Linked DNA regions of Drosophila melanogaster: region 1 is linked to region 2. Evidence: chromatin contacts called from public HiChIP or PLAC-seq data. All regions are on one chromosome and are shown on one strand. The core of a region is the stretch at or near the end of the contact, and the rest is flanking DNA. Distances in the headings are between cores, read along the strand shown. Region 1 holds the start of Sid (Stress induced DNase). Region 2 holds the start of CG9988.

Region 1 (3,786 bases), core at 787-3,286, 34 kb after region 2:
GCAGTCATGCAGTGGAAAGTGGCCAACAGTTTGCTTGGCGATGCTGCAGAAACCGTGGTCTGTATACACATGTACAAAGCTCTGGGCTTAGTTAATGATGTAAAGGCAGTTAATAAAAAAAACTGGTTGCTATTCAGGCTGCTTTCCCAACGATCTTGTTCTGAGGTTTTTGTTATGACTATGTAATTAAATGAATTTAATGCATACTCTAATTATTATCAATGCGAGCCTAATCAGCCATTTAAAAATCAACTTGAATCATTGATATCTTTGGTATGTACCCCAAAAGTATGCAGAAGTTTGAAAGATATGTATATAAATCGTATCGAAATAAATATGACTAAGATGCCAATTCTTGGAAGCTTGGTGTGGCATTGAACTGATAAGCTCTTAATATATGTACATTTAATTAAATACTTGGCTGTAAAATGTACACTCCAAAGATAAGACATTCAATTGTGTTGTTTGTGTATCCTATTGTAATATAGCTACTTATCTTATCATTCAGAAGTTTCTCTTTAAGCTTATTTTTCGATATCTTCAGTTCTACTTTCAAGCTTGTACCATGAAGATGCACGAGCTACGATATCTAATTATTACTTTGAGCTTGTTCCTAAGTAAGCTCAAGGACGATAAGATTCTTTGGTGAACTAATGTGACAATCATTTCTTGCAGCTGTGGGAAATGTCAAGTCCTTTTGCCAGATCACACAGGCTGAAACATGGACCGATCGACTTTTTGTCCACATTGTTAACAATCGCTACGAGCTCTTGCTCACGGATTAATTGCAACCAAATCAGCAAATAAGTTTGCTGTGCGATGGTAATGCGCAGGTGTTCACCTCCACCTGTCGGAATAATGGCCAGTTCTCTCCACCATTGCCCAGGACGAACTGCTCAAAGGCAATCCCGCCTTCCGTTGTTCCAACTTCGAGTAATATCTGTCCACACACCATGTATTTGGTTGGTTTCAAATACGGAAATACGTTCATGGAGCTCTATCGCAGCTGCTACGACGCGAGAACCATGAAGGCGTATTTCTCCATCAACACGGTCTACCCCACCAATTTAAGTTAGTTCTTATAATACCCTAAGCTTATTTACTCGCTAATTGCAACTATTTTATTACAAAATCCAGAGTCAGATCGGCCGCCAACAGTGTTCGATAAGGATGGGATCATAACTCCTGCAGATGAGGCTACCTTTCAGATGAATAGTATCTACAATCGATTTGAGTATCTTTTTGGATCTGGACAAACATATGTGCCTTCTTCCAGAAGTCTTTCCTTTGATCGTGGTCACCTTACACCGGTTGCCGACTACAGCTTCCCAAAAATCCTAAGACAAACCAACAAGTACTTGAATGTCGTTCCCCAGTACTACAATATTAATCGCAGCAATTGGAAGATAGTTGAGAATTGGGTTCGAGGACAAAAGGATGTGCTAAATGTCTGCACAGGGGCATTGGGTGTTCTTGATTTGTTGAACAGAAGCCAAAAATCTGTTTCGATTTACCTAGCACCGAACAAAAATCCCGTTCCCAGATGGACATACAAAATCATTAGGAGCCTAACCACCGGCATCAAGTACGTGATATTGACCTCCAACAATGGGTGGGAAACCCAACAACCAAACCCAGCATCAGTCTGCAAAGTTACTGCCTGCCCCAGAACTTTGAATCCAACCGGAACTGGATACACCTTCTGCTGTGATCCAATTGACTTTATCAGAAGAAACGTTCCTAATTTGGCAGGTGTGTGCTGGGATAATACCGAAAATGTGTAGAGGTTTCTATTTATCTTCAGTGTATAAACATATTAATGCATTTCAACTTCATTGAAAAAAATAAATGCATCTTTGGAAATACATCGGTTCCAAGCTGATTGACCGACTAATAGGTTATTAATCAGCGATGGCTTATCATTGGGCCGCGTTGAGGAATCTTGGGATTTTCTGAATTAAAGAGATAAGAATAATGACGAATACGATGCTGATAAGAAATGCGTTTGGCTTGACCGCGCTCTGAACGTTTCAGAATTCTTAGTTCGTAAATCAACCTTAAGCTGTGAAGATGCCCGATCTGAAGTATATGTTGACGATTCTAAGCCTGTATTTCTGTGAGTATATATAGAATAAGCTTTATTGTTATCAGAGGTTCAACTGATCTTAAGTTGTAGGAAGTGTTCAAGCGAATTGCTTAATCGACTTGGCTCATTTGAATGCCAATTATGTGTACTTAAGCCAAAATAACGGAGTCTATGATATTCAGCGCAGTGATATTGTGGAAATCCACCAGACGTTGTATCTGCTGTGCAATGGAGGACTTCATCGCACCACATTCCTGTGTCGATATGACAGTGTTTTCAGTCCAGCGCTAAGCTCAGCAGCATGTGCACCACCCGATCCTGTCGTGGTAAAAGTACCAGATACATCTTGTTCCATTCCGAGTGCTACGTTCGCCGTAGGATTTTCCTTCAATGGACGCTTTATGGAACTGTATCGCAATTGTTTTGATGGCTACAGCTTGGCGTTTCAACATTCCATCTACAAGGCTTATCGCTACGTAAACAGTAAGTGGAAAATATTGGTGCAAAAACAGTAGTTAACCTGGTACTATTAGCCGTTCCACGTCCCAATCCCACTTGGCAGTCGGATCAATTAAGTGGTGGATTTGACAATGCCTACGAGGGAAGAGCAACACAAGCTTGTTTGCTCACTAACCTGGGCGCAGTACAGCCGCAGTGTAAATTTGATCGTGGCCACATGACACCGGCTTCTGCATTTATATCCACAGAGCTGAAGAAGTCAACGTTCAGGTATCTAAACGCTATCCCCCAATATCGAGGAGTTAATCGTGGCAAATGGAAGGCCGTTGAGACCTGGGTGAACAATATGGTTAGGGGACTGTATGATAATCCAATCATCAATAATGTACAAATACCGCGTACTTACGATGTCCTTAAGGTTTGCATTGGGGCATTGGGAGTGCATAGACTAAGACATAATACCAATAACAATATGATACCAATTTACCTGTTGGATAATAACAAAATTCCCGTGCCAGAGTGGATGTACAAGATAGTTAGCCATCTCTCCGGAGATAAATGGGTAATGCTGACCTACAACGACGTAAGTCTACCCAATCAGCAGGCATTAAACCAGATCTGCCATGTGATACCCTGTCATCCGGGTCTTAACCTTAATACGAAGGACGTTGGACACACTGTCTGCTGCGATCCGTACCGTTTTATTACCATAAACGCTCCACACTTAACTGGTGTTTGCTAAGGTCAAACTAAATATTTTCTTAGATCTTGAAAATGTGCATATTAAAATAAATATAAAGTGGTATTTGAAAACATTGTTGATTTGTACATCATTTTCGCTTTATTATGACGGCTTATCAGTAACCTGCAACAAACCGCGAAGAAAATTGGAATTCTCAGAATTGCTGCGATAAGGAAACTGTATGCAATTAATTTAATTTTGCAGGGCAATGACCAGAACACATTGAATATAGAATGAACAGAGGGGTTTAAAAAGAACCTACCTCAACCCGGAAACATTGTCTGCCACAGTGATTGCATACTATAACTTTTTATGGTGCTCAACAATTGCTTTATTTAATACATTCACCACTCTTTGTTACGCTATAATATCTTCGGTACATGTTTTAGTTTTGTCATTTTCCGTCTAGATGTCGCACGCGTGCGGTTTTGAATTCTCAATAGTGGGCGCCAAAAAGCATCGACTAGCGCCATCTATTAACAAAAGTACATATAGAAAG
Region 2 (3,817 bases), core at 213-2,712:
CGATCACGCACATTTAACTCGGTATTTTCACAGCGATTCCGTTCGCGTCCCACACTCGACGCGATTTATTTTTCTCAATTTTTTCGACGGCCCAGCCGCATTTTACCATTTCAAGAACCAATCGAATCGAAACGCGCAGGGTGTTTGCTGCAGTTATAACGAAAATCCCCCAAATGCGCAACTGAATGCCCTAAAAAATCCAGATATTCTCCCGAGCTCAAAATCGCGTTCGCAGAGTATTCACACTACTGCGAGCTATCGATAACCGTTTGCACTGGGCCACTAAGCAAGATGTCACACTTCTTTATTTAGGTTTAAAATGTGTTTCAATATTCTAATTAAATGCAAAGAAAAAGAATAAATATCCCGGGGTGCGATCATTTTATAAATAGTCTCCTGTGTAAGCAGTGCTCTATGGTTGGTGTCGAACTCCGCTAGGCGAAGGGCAACTCGGCTAAGGTGGTTTCATTCGCTGTTTGAAAAAGTTAAGCTAAGTTATTTTGAATCTTATAAATTATAAATTATCTTATCTTAAATTATCTTATAAACAACGACTTTTTTTTCGTATTTGGACATTAATGTTGACAAATTGTAGATTTGTATTAAATGTAGTTCGTAATATTCAGTTTTTTTGTATGTATCTACATTTAAACAGAATTTCCCCAATGTTTCCCGTTTTAGCAATGACACACTCCATATTTTATTTGACTAACCAGGTGTAGGGCTTAAATTCTAGCAGTGATTGTAAAAATTTGTACAGAAGCATATCGCTTAAATCACAGAGTTCTTTGAAAGCGTAGTAAAGATAGTGTAAAATATAAAATATATTCGCTTGTAGTTGACCGAATGTCGTATGGTGATGGTGTCGCCATCTAGGAGTTATTTTTTTTGTTTAAGATGTGGGGGCCCGAATCTTATCATAGATTCCCGTCAGCTTTATCTGCCGATCCACACTCGATCAGCTTGGTGTTACCGTCTGTTGTATGGCGTCACATCCAGGCGACATAGAAGTGCATAGGATGCACAGCAGCAGCCGCCGTCTTAGGAATAACGGAGTAATGATATACTAGATTCGTTGAAAACTAAGTAACACTACATAATCCGACTATATAATCTTTTATAATTTCTATCGGCTTGATAAAAAAAAACTTTTCATAATTTCCATCGGTTTGATAAAAAAAACTTCTTGCCACTCTAACACCAAAAACCTCCCATTTTTCTCATTATATGTAGTCTCCAATATCTATCGATATGCCAGAAAAATAATGAAATGTAGCGTTCTTACTTTCACTGGCAGCATTCACCAATTAATAAATTAACGTTTCCGTACCTTAAAAGTTGTTTTAAAAAATTGAAACATATTTAATTTCCTTAACGGTATAGCGATAAGAGAATATAACGGCTCTCTTAATGGCAAGACATTCCGGATGGTCTGAACAGTTTGTGTGTAGCTATCGTTGGCTGCTAAACAGTCATGATAACCCTATTAAAACCAATTCATAAATGGCTCTGCTTCTGCCTAATTGCAATAATCGTAATTCTCGGCATCAAAACCCAAAATGCAAATACTAAGCCCAGAGTTTCAGAAGTCACAGGATCGGATGACACAAATTCCGACATTCCTCCTGCTGAAGAAGATCGAAATGTACAGGATGTAGTCCGGCCCGCATATTTTGTGGAGTCCGCCAAGTGCAAGATCCCGTATGTTGATCCCTTCGCCTCAGATGCAATGGCCATTTTCCACCCCGAGCATTTTGAGACCTGCTCAAACGAAACCGCCCTGGTTACTCCGATCTATGACATCAGTCGGCAGCGATATGTACTCTTCATCAATGAGTCGTTAGCCTCCATTATTCTCAACTCCAATGGGGGGGAGTACAATTGCTATTATCAGGAGATAACGCGGGACCGTAAGCACGACAGTTATGATAAGTAATATCTTGCTTGATTTGTTGCTTAGAACCAACTCCCTATTAATTTCATACTTTTCAGGATGGAGCGAAAATACTTCTCTCAGAACTACGAGGTGCCGCTCCATGTTGAGGGCCTGATCTTGACCTGCCATCGTCTTGGCAACGAGTCGGATATTTTGCAGAGCGATGCGTATAACCTCATTCAATACAGGCCACCACCCAAAGGACTCTCGCTGAAACCGTCCAAGAGGAAGCCAAGTGTCCTTATGTTCGGCATAGACAGCCTTTCGCGGATCAATTTGCGTAGAACTATGCCGAAGGTCTATAAGTTCCTAACGAGGGACGGGTGGTTCGAGCAGCAAGGATACAATAAGGTGGGTAAAGAAAGCGGGATTTATAAACGAGGACTAAATATTTTATCATGTGCAGATAGGCGACAACACCTTCCCCAATCTGTTGGCCATTTTGACAGGCTACAATCCAGAGTCGGCCATTAAGAAGGTGTGCAACTGGCACGAGGATGGGTGCCTAGATAGGACCCCTTTTATATGGCACTACTTCCGGAATGCCAGCTATCTCACAGCCTATGCTGAGGATGAGGCAGGCATTAATACATTCAACTATTGGAAACCGGGTTTCCTGGAGCAGCCCACCGACTTCTACTTAAGGCCCTTGCAGAAGGCCATTGAATCGGGCCTGAACACCTGGAAATGCAGTGACTGCTCGATGAAGTACTGTATCGGCCGGCGGATCACGAGCAGTTATGCCTACGACATGGCCAGAAATTTTGCCAACCGTTTCGTGGATGAGCGACCCATTTGGGGTCTGTTCTGGTCAAACAGTTTCAGCCACGACAGCTTCCAAATGCCCTCGAAAATGGAGGACTATGTGCTTCAGTACCTGCTGGACTTCGAGGCCGATGGTGTGTTCGATCAGAGTATTATGGTGTTCCTCTCGGATCATGGCTCACGCTATGGCAGACTCATGTCCCTGCCGAGTGGATTCCTGGAAGAGCGTCTTCCCTCGATGTTTATCTATTTGCCGCCTTGGTTCCGGGCTCAGTATCCGGAATACGCCAGGGCCCTTGAGCTGAATCGGAATCGGCTTACATCCAACTACGATCTGCACAACACCCTGAAACACATCATCGAACTGGGCGGCACTCCAGATGGTCAAACATTGCCCAAAGCGGCCGACTGTCCCAAGTGCCAATCCCTTTTTTATCCCGTCGATGAGACAAGGTCGTGTGAGGATGCCGGAATACCGGAGCACTTCTGCACCTGTGTGCCTTACAAAAGACTGGATACGCAATGGGCAAAGAGCATTGCCCCCAAGGTGATCGGTCGAATCAACGAGTATCTGGCCGGCAGGAATCTGAGTAAGATTTGTTCTGAACTCACGCTCAGCTATATTCACCTGACAGAAATGAAAGTCGAGCTAGACCAGAACTTCCACGACGATGTGCCTCGTGCGGAGTTAGGCACCTATCGCACCATGTTCAAGGTGAAGCAGAACTCCGCCGACTTCCGGGCCACCGTTATCTTCAATAATGTTACAGATTCCGTGGAGGTGGAGGTGCCTACTATTAGTCGGCTCGACAGCTATGAAAATGTTTCAACATGTGTAAAAGATAAAACCGACAAGATGTATTGTATTTGCAAGTGTGATATCAAAGATGATTAGAATGTTGTACAGATATTTAAATATTTTATTGTTTTTATTGCCTCCCTTACTTGAATAATAAGTTAAATGATTACATAATTAGGGATATCTTTTTTTTAATCATGTTACTCGGTGAAACAAGATCTACGATATTTGATAAGTTTCCCTATAGATAAGACAAGGTATTCAAATTTCAGACTACTTGGCTATATTGATTTTTATTATCAACAAATTTCATAGAG

What was found. HiChIP or PLAC-seq counts read pairs in DNA pulled down with a chosen protein or histone mark.
Region 1: a contact with region 2 is called in a CP190 HiChIP or PLAC-seq map of the Kc167 cell line, with 2.5 times the contacts expected there. The contact joins the promoter of Sid here to the promoter of CG9988 in region 2. A contact is called at or near these places in 86 of 107 Hi-C or Micro-C datasets (the Clone 8 cell line, the D17-c3 cell line, the Kc167 cell line and 27 more) and 3 of 6 datasets of contacts at active chromatin or transcription factors (all in the Kc167 cell line).

Annotation. Positions count from the first base shown.
Region 1 is chr3R:28,668,668-28,672,453 of dm6, forward strand. Sid (Stress induced DNase) reads left to right here and starts at 2,037. Exons shown (of 3, transcript NM_143370.2): 1 at 2,037-2,116; 2 at 2,171-2,569; 3 at 2,620-3,354. The coding sequence starts at 2,071. The coding sequence ends at 3,287. CG33346 reads left to right here and starts at 566. Exons shown (of 3, transcript NM_206578.2): 1 at 566-617; 2 at 676-1,071; 3 at 1,138-1,785. The coding sequence starts at 566. The coding sequence ends at 1,784.
Region 2 is chr3R:28,634,949-28,638,765 of dm6, forward strand. It overlaps CG9988, which reads left to right and starts at 1,463. Exons shown (of 3, transcript NM_143368.3): 1 at 1,463-1,932; 2 at 1,993-2,287; 3 at 2,343-3,817. The coding sequence starts at 1,475. The coding sequence ends at 3,596. CG10011 reads right to left here and starts at 151. Exons shown (of 6, transcript NM_143367.3): 1 at 1-151. It also overlaps the pseudogene CR46232.